Linked DNA regions of Anas platyrhynchos: region 1 is linked to region 2. Evidence: chromatin contacts called from public Hi-C data. All regions are on one chromosome and are shown on one strand. The core of a region is the stretch at or near the end of the contact, and the rest is flanking DNA. Distances in the headings are between cores, read along the strand shown. Region 1 overlaps IGF1 (insulin like growth factor 1). Region 2 overlaps LOC106018037 (a long non-coding RNA gene).

The links. A called contact is a pair of places that touch in the nucleus more often than the background predicts.
Region 1: a Hi-C map of skeletal muscle shows a contact between it and region 2, with 6 times the contacts expected there. The contact joins two enhancer-like sites. A contact is called at or near these places in 2 of 8 Hi-C or Micro-C datasets (liver and skeletal muscle).

The regions. Positions count from the first base shown.
Region 1 is chr1:58,642,787-58,647,255 of IASCAAS_PekinDuck_T2T, forward strand. All of the region lies in intron 2 of IGF1 (insulin like growth factor 1), which reads left to right. Among named protein-coding and RNA genes, the nearest start is that of IGF1, 24 kb to the left of the region's middle. Within about 2 kb of position 3,050, at least 1 of the 8 cell types and tissues checked has an H3K27ac peak or open chromatin away from gene starts, as enhancers often do.
Region 2 is chr1:58,500,472-58,505,149 of IASCAAS_PekinDuck_T2T, forward strand. It overlaps LOC106018037 (a long non-coding RNA gene), which reads right to left. Exons shown (of 4, transcript XR_003494768.3): 4 at 3,291-4,678. Among named protein-coding and RNA genes, the nearest start is that of PAH, 84 kb to the left of the region's middle. Within about 2 kb of position 2,095, at least 2 of the 8 cell types and tissues checked have an H3K27ac peak or open chromatin away from gene starts, as enhancers often do.

The DNA of each region.
Region 1 (4,469 bases), core at 1,800-4,299, 140 kb after region 2:
CAGTAAAAACATAAGCTCAGATTGCAATTTATCTGCAATCATCCTTGCCTTTCACCTTAACTCTAGCTTTCTAATATTACCCCTTTCATCTGAAGATCAGTGCAAAGCTTCAATAAATCGGAAGCTCATTTCTTCATGTGTGCTTCAGATTACTCTGCTAAGCAAATTGGTGTGGTGTTTCAATCTTCATTTTACTTCGGGGTGTAAGTTCTGAGTCATCATCATTCAATTTTCTCCAGGCTTCCAGCTCCCATTTTCTGTTTTTCTTCCTGGATGTGTCATAACAACTGAACTGTACCACCCGAATAAAGTGGTAAAGCCCAGCAGACATCTGCCAGTGACAAAACAGTGTGCTGTCACTCTAATTCCCCACACATTCCACTTTCACACAACTTTCTTCCCATCCTCTCAGTAAAGTGGTAAAGCCTACTAAGCAATTTCTTTTCATTCTCCACAACATTCTGCCAATACTAACACAGAGATGAGGCAATAAACCAGGAGTTGCCTCAGAGAAGAGCCCACTTGCCTTGCATGCTCTTTTCCTAGCCCTGTTTCTATCAATATTCCCAACAGGTTAACTTCCCTGAAGTCAGTGACTTCTCTGTAAGTAGGCTATTTGTTAGATCTCGGTCAATATTGTGTTAATTAACTTTTGAAGGTATTATTTTTTTCAGAATTGCAAAATATTTTTGATTTAGAAAAATTATTTGAGAGTTTTACTCTTTTGAATTTTATAGAAACTCTGCTCAAAAGGTTTCAGTATTTCTGAAGGCAAGAATGATGGGGAAAAAAAAAAAAGAAAAAAGAAAAAAAGCCATTGTCTGAGCTTTGATATCTCCATTATTCAATTAAAGCAGTCAATACTGTAGTGTATTTATTTTAAAAGCAGTCATTGTACATAAGAATTGTGTGCAGAAGAAACAAAGGCAAGAATTAGCAGTAAGAGAAAACTGTATCAAGCAAGATAGAATTTTTTTTTCCGAGAAGAGGTAATAATGATGGATCAGAAGAAAATGTAAATTAAGACAGAGGGGCCTTTAAAAGTTACTATTAAAGTTCTGTATTTGGCAGCTACCTTACCTGAACTAGGACTTTGATTCCTTTGAGAGTGAATCATGTTTGAACCAGGTTTCAAGGACAGTTCTCCTCTAACAAACGCACAGCACATGCAACTGCATCCAATTTTTCTGGGTTGGGCAGTGATTGCACTGTGTACTAGCAATTGCATGTCAGTGAAAAGCTATATAAGTACCAGTCTTGCAGTCCTGATTAGTGCAGACTGTGAAGCAGACTGTGCAGGATCTTTTTAGAAGTGCCCACACCAGTCCACCTAACCTCAAAGTAGCTACATCTTTTTTAACTTTAATCTCAACACAGACCAAGAAAGAATGTTTTTAAGAGAAACCTCACCTCAACACCTGATGGAGAAAAGTCTATATCAGACCGCTGCTATAATTATGGTAGCAGTAATGAATGATGGCAGCCATTCTAACAGAAGAGTTGCCAGATGATAATGCCTTGAAATTATCATGAGGAGGTATAAAAATAAAACTTCTTGCATTAGCCCAGCTCTTCAGAGAATTGAACTGATACTTAGACTGAATTGATAAATACCTATACTTATATCTATACACCTAACTGTACTGATAAGTAACTCAGAACCTTGGAAATCTGCAATTTTTAGGTGAATTTAAACGTGCAGAACCTAAGTGCACATATCTGAAACAGAGTAATTTTCTTATTGCTTCCTCCCTAAATTACACCTTAACATCCTGGAAGTACAAGGGTTATTGTTATTTAACACTTTAAATAAGAAGAGGTTAATTTTTAATATCAGCATTCTTTTAATCTTATTGTCAGAAACTACTCAATGGTTTTAGCTACACCTTTCTTTCTCCCATCCTTTATAAGAAGAACAACAAAAACCTGAAAATCCTATCAAAAATGCACAATGTAAAAACTTTGAAACCCAGACAGTTAGGTTTGGTTAAATTATAACAATTCAAAGTTGTAGAGATTAGTATTAGAAAGCTTCAGGCAAACTGAGGTTTAGGTGTTGCTACCTGCTCCAACTATTAGTGTCACTAGCAATGTTATGGTGCCAAACAGTCATAATTCATATCTATGATTACCAGACTTTATCCTGAGCAGCGTTCTGCTGCTCAGTTGTTGATAGTGTTGTGGGATATTTAGTTTTCTTTTGCAGAAATATTTAATTTTCAAACACTTACACACTCTGTGTGCAATATGACAGTACAAATTGTTCCTTAGGGATTGGGCTGCCCCTCGCTGATTCCAGCTTGAGCCATACCAGATGCCATACCCAGAAGAACTCACCTTAATTATTTTTTTTCTTCTACATCCACTAAGTATGATTTTATATAATTGTCTCAGAGCACTGAGACAATAATGAATGAATGGTCCATGAAGAAATCTGGAAAGGTTTCAGCAATTTTTCTTAGGAAATGAATCAAAATGAATCTAAGCAAGATATGGGACATGGTGCAACAATGTCTAGTTTCTTTGGAATAAAAGGAAAGAACAAGTGTCCTATCACTGATATTTTATTATTCATTTTATCATTCATTCAGCCACTATGGTGTCTAATGTGAAAAATTACAATGTGAAATAATAAATTAAGAATGTCTGTTCTATTAGGAAACAAATATAGTACTCAATAATTACTACCAGGTTCAACATTGAAATGTTAATATGTATGAATTTTTAAAGACTTCTCTTCTTAGCAATTTTACAGCATATTAGTTTGAAACATTGTGGATACTTGCCAGATGCGATACAGAGGTATGGTAGCACACTAACAGAGAGTTTATTTATCCTTAGATCACCCCTCTCTGCTTCTCTCAAACCAAAGGGAAATGATTTCTGAATTTCCTAATGATCTCGCAAGATAAAACATTGAAAGTTGGTAGATCTAGAAATTATGACATTAAAAGGAGCATTATATTTTTTAATTCTAGTGCTAAGAACATAAACCTCTCCTAAGTCCTACTTATCAGTACAGTGACGTCATCCTGGAGTAGGGAAAAGGATAATCTTCCTTGTTGCTGCTGTAATTGAAGAATGGCAAGGAGTTCTGTTAAATATACCACACACTGTGCAGATATGTTTCATTACATCTAGTCCTTTCTTTTACACATCCATAGGGTGGATTTTAAGCCATATACTGCTTTCTGTATTTCCAGTATCTTTTCTCTCAATAACAGAGACTTGTTCCAAGCATTTTTCAGTGCTTCCTCTCTGCTCTTTGCCTTCACTCCACCAGCTGTCACTCCAGTGACATTTCCCAAGCACGAAGCTGACAAAGAGCAGGGTAGAGCTTAAGTGCTTAAGCTGTGGAGATCAGTAGCAGTATTTTAAAATATCAACATAACTCTGTGTTTGGGGAACAATTTCTGGTATCATTACTTGAATGGACAACAGTGTTTACCACACAAGCAGTTACACAGGCTATGGTTCAGTTATTTCAAAAGCTCATAAAAGGTTACCGAGCTATACCACACTGATAGATTCTGTCTGTACATTTGATGATTTTCCACCATAATTTTTCATTTAAACTAGAAATTAAGAAAGCCTACCCTGATTAATAATAAGGGATTTCTGCATAGACAATTAAGAAGCTATTAATAATGTAGAAAGGAGGTCAAAGGACAGCATGCAGGACAGATATTTGAGAAGTGTTTTACTTCCTGATTTGCAAATATACCCTACCAACTCATTTTTCAAATTCCAGAACTATATTTACAAATAAAAATGATCTGAATGATCCAATCTAAAAAGGAGGATTTATCACAGGGGGCTGCCTTCCTCTAACAGTTTGGCTTTCTTCTCACTTTCTACTTCTTGTCTGTTACTTGAGCGACTGCAGTACAAGATCCAAATACTGACAGGAAAACTATTGTAAGGTGCAGTGGTAGCACAAGCGTTTACTTCAGTGTGTAAAAGTACTGGTCCCACTACTTGAATTAAAGTAACTCTGCCACTTGAACAATACAAAGACAAGTTTACTTGATTTTTAATAGCCTCCAGAAATCTTTGTGAACATGATTCTGGGAAGTGTTCAAGACATGTTCAAGAAAAGTTCAAGACATGTTCCAGTTTGCCAGCTGGATTGAATATGGCATTTACCATTCCCATCTGTACCTATAAACAGATCAGGGAATGAATCCTGACTCCCCTTTGCTCAGCAGCATCTCCCTAGTGTTTCTCTTCTTAACACCCCTGTGGTGAGGAGGATGAGGCTGAGTTTCAACAGGCCACTCTCACACTACCCATAAGGCCGCAGTGCATCTGCAGCTCGGGCACAGCCTTATACTGGGCCTTCACCTTCCCTTTTCCTTTCTCCTTCTCCTTCCCTTTCTCTTTCCCCTTCTCTGTCCCCTTCCCTTTGCAGCCGCAGGTGGCAGCAACCGAATGGCGCCGGAGCCCCCTAGCGTGGCCCGGCTGCCCGC
Region 2 (4,678 bases), core at 845-3,344:
CATAAGGACTCATTCGTGTGCCACAGTACCTGTGGGCTGGATGTTATTCTGAAAGCAGAATGAAAAAGTTTTTTTTTTCTTTTTTTTTTTCTTTTTTTTTTTTTTTTCCATCTCTGCCAAAATGGGAACAAGAAGATGAACACAGCAGCATTGCTCATGTGAGAATAGTGTCTGTTATAAGAAGATATTGCTGAACAGACTCACACTGAGTTTGGAAGGCACCTCTGAGTTTGCACAGTCCAACCCCCTAGTGAGAGCAGGGTCAACTAGAACAGGATGCTCAGTAATGTGTCCAGCCAGGTTTTGACTATCTCCAAGAGCAGAAACTCCACAACCTTTCTGGGCAGCTTGTTCTAGTATTCAAACACTCTCACAGTAAAAAAGCCTTTTATGTTTAAATGGAGTTTCCTGTACTTCAGTCTGTGCCCATTTGCCTCTTGCCCTTTGACAGGACACCAACAAAAAAGCCTGTCTCTGTCTTCTTTACTCTCCACATCAGATATTTGCACACACTGATAAGATGCCACTGAACCTTCTTTTTCCCAGGCTGAACAGTCCCAGCTCCCTCAATGTTTTCCTGTATATAAGATACTCCCTGAATCACTTCCACAGACTTGCTTCAGTATGTCCTTGTCCTCTTACTGGGGATCCCAGAACTGGACGCAACACTCCAGATGTGGTTTCCTGATACTAATTCCACCTTTCACATGTTCCTTTTTTATGTTTTAGTTTTGTCTGAAACTCCTTGTTTCATCCATGCAGGGTACCTCATGCGATCATTCCTACATGTCAAGATGTGCAATTCTTGATCTTGAAAAAGGTGAGCCTTAAAAAAACGCTCAAACTGTCTTATGAAGGTTTAGAGGATGGGGAAAATGAGAAAGAAGGAAATCACAAAGAATTATGCTTTCTGTTAAAGCAATTTCTTGCCATGTTCAAGACACATGTTCATGTGCTTAATCCAATGGACAACTAATTTTTCATGCAAAACAATTGAGGAAGGCTTGCTCTGTAGTGTCAAATATTTTTTTTTTCTTTTTGGACATGTATGCCAAATGTAAAAAGCCTCAGTCTGCATTCATGTACCACATTAGACTGCAGAGAGAACTTGGCATTAGTGTAAATCTGAATCTCTATCATATTGACTATCAAGTGACGCAGACCCCCTCCGCTCCCCAAGAGGCTTTGCCTTCAGCCACATTAAGACCCATGCCAATCATCTCTGGCATGTATTTGAAGTGTCTGAGTGATGTTTGTTTTTCAGATCTATCTGTAGTTTATGTATGAGGAAGGACATCAGATGGCACATCTCCTGGTTGTGCAGGTTCAGACATACAAGGAGATTCCTTCAGTTTTAGGGAAAAGTGAATGTGACAGTTTTGAACATACTTCTCTTGGAATCTGTTAAGTACCATAGGTATATCCTGATGGGATGAAGAGGCTACCAATAATAATTAATTATTAATAATATTATTAATTACATTAATTACATTAATAATATTATTAATTACATTAATAATATTATTAATAACATGCTCAGTAAATGGATTTTGAATTGGTATTATGATTCCTGCTCTTCACTGAAGCACAGCACTGAAATTCAAGAGAGCTGTTGCAATCCCTGCACGTGGAGAGAAAACTATGGAGGATCTGAGACTGTAAGGTGATACACTGCCAAATGACTTGTCATCTGAGCTAGCATATAGAAGACAGTCAAGGAAGCTGCAGGCAGCTCTGAGGGTTGCATTTGAGAGCAGTCAGAGGAGTTGCTATATAAAGATATTGGTACACTAGTATCTCAGGAACATGATTTCATACCTACGTGTTTCTCTCGATACCTTAGGGGAGAATCAGACTGTCATATCCCATTGAGGGGTACCATTCACCTGCTACCACACTTCAGAGCTCCAGCAGATTTGCACAATCAGTTTGGCTTCTATTGATTTCTCAGATCCTAAACTAGCTCAGTCTGTACTGCCCTTGCCACCTAGGCTGCCTTACAGCCACCTTCCCAACGCGTGCCATATTTCATAGGGACGGTGTACCCGAGCGTAGAGCAGCTCTGTGCTATTTACCTTTTGTCCACAAGGTGGTAGCGTAGCATTAACATTAATATAAAGATGGTGGATGACTAAATTTTCGACCAGTTATCTGACAGTCTCCTACTACTGGACAAATGTTGAAAATGTTCTTCATTTTGTTAACTTTCTAACTGAAGAACAGCATGATATATTAGGTCAAAGACATATACATGGAGATAGCAAATATTTATACAAATAAAGAAGTTTTACAAAAATCTACTCCATGCCTAATAGGGCTAAGTGGAAAGAATGAGTTGTAGGGATAAAATCATGCAACTCAGCTTTGAGATTTTGCCTTGTTTCCAGAACTGATGAGTTCAGATATTATCAAATCACACTCAAGGGGGAAGAAACCAGTTGGGCTGCAGTTGGCCCTAACATCACACTTGAGTGTCTCTCTGGCTGCGGAGCAATGTATTGCAGAACTTGTCTTTTCAAGATACAGCAGAATTCATATCTAGCAGCTTGTAGGACCATCTCTTGGTAATCTGTTTAAGGAAATATTTAGGCTCTTTTCTAAAGCTACATTATGTTATAGTTTTGGTTTGGCAATGACACTGTTGGCTTCAGTCTCATCTACAACTTCTCTGCATTTTCCACTGCTCATTGTTGCCCACCACATCTTGCAGCACAACTGTGAAAGATCAAAAAAATACTTCAATATTATTCTTCTTTCTCTCACACATACTGCTTTTTTCAGCCAAATTTCAGAGGTCTGGTTCACAACACAGACTCATGAACTGTTGTGCTGCCACAAACGAGAAGGCATTGTGCTTGCAGCAGAGGGTCAGGAATGGGAAAGAACACATTAAACTGGAGTTTAGCCCATGAACACTTTGTATCATGGATCTGTGGCTGTAGTTCCCCATGGTGAGTGAGCTCTCTTGCCAGGATTTGTGTCTTATTATTTAGTCTGTCATACAACACAGGGTAAAACGTCCTTTAAAATCTTTAAAATATGTATTTCATACTGATGTTATGATAATTACTATGTAGAAAGTTATTTAATAACAAAGTATTTCCTAATTCTTTATACCATTATTACAATATGGACAAGCTAAAAAGATACCTCGTGACGATTCATACCTGTTCAAAAACTCTTCTTAGGTCACAAAATACAAGTAATTTCGCGAATAATTTTTAGTAGACAGGTTTTTATTCAACAAAAAATCAGAGCATTCATATAAACCCTCTGAAGTGACAGATTTCCCCCAGGGGAATGTGTAAGCTGAGTAGAGATTTTTTGCCAAAGAAGAGGTAGGATGAGAGCTTTAACTCCTAATTACCATGGTCTCTATCTTCATATTGCATCATAGTTACTGCTGATTAACTAGGGCAGTCTGTAGACTCCTTAATTTGATAACTCCTTTAGCAGGTTACCACAAATATTGACTCTCACCTCAAATCCAGGTTGCAGGCTTCTTACGCAGGGTTGAAAGATAGTGTATGTTAGTGTCAAAGAGATCAAAAGAATGTTTTCAATGTATTTGGTACCAGAACCTTGTACTTGAACAAAATTCCCTTATTTGAGCCTATTTACCAGTAATTCTAGGTGGTCTCCCATCAAAGTGCTGGAAAGTCCTACTTAGTGTCACAGTGATTGCCCACAATCCTTATGACCAAGACAAAGTGTTGCACAAAACTACGCAGGCTCTCAGTTCCCAAGGGCATTACTACATACCATGGGTCTGACTGTAATTTTTCATCTATTACTGTAACAGTAGTAGGAGGCATTTATTTATGTCAGTGTACCCTTATAGTCTGCTGATAAAATATTATAAAGTATTCCAAGGAATGGACATAGCTGTCTCCAAGAAATGGAACTGCTGTTCCAGTCTAGTGAAACTATCCAATTGAGTGAAAATACTTATACTGATGGAAACAATTTTGCCAGCATGCTCATGCCACTGTTGGGGATCTCACACTCCTGACAGACAGAGCCTGGCAGGAATTTGGAGTGTAGATGGGGCCTAGATCAAATGAACAATTTGGAGTTAGAAATATATAGCAATGATCCTTTCAAAATGCTTTTATTTACAGAAACATTCAACTGAAATAAAGTCTCTTAACAGGAGGTCTTGATTACTTTTCCATTTCCAAACCACACATCATAATGGGGATGGAATGTGGTTACCATAAATTGTTGGTTTACAAATCATCACTGACTTGTTAGCAACAGCTAGGATGTTAGAGTTAGAGCAACAGTTTGGATGTGATAAAATAGCAAGAGCCCATTTTTCATGGTATCGTTGGAATGAATGTAAATGAATTCTTCCCAGAGATTCATTGTGGTGGTTGTGGTAAATAGCAAACTGCATATTTCCTGCTCATGTTGAAATCAATGGGAGTTTTATTATTGGCATCAGGAGAAGCAGGATTTGACCTTAATACAAAAGAGAAGAGGAAAAGAGAAAAAGATGAGGAATAAAGAAAAGAATGAGCCGGAGAGTTCTAAAATGACTAGTGATTCAGATGCCTGACTGGAGATACATCAAAAGAGGAGTTTAAATAGCAGAAAATACCATCAACCTGAAATTGGGGCCCCTTTTCATTTGGACTTCCTTCCAAAGTTTCCTTTGAATTCTCTGTTTGTGAAC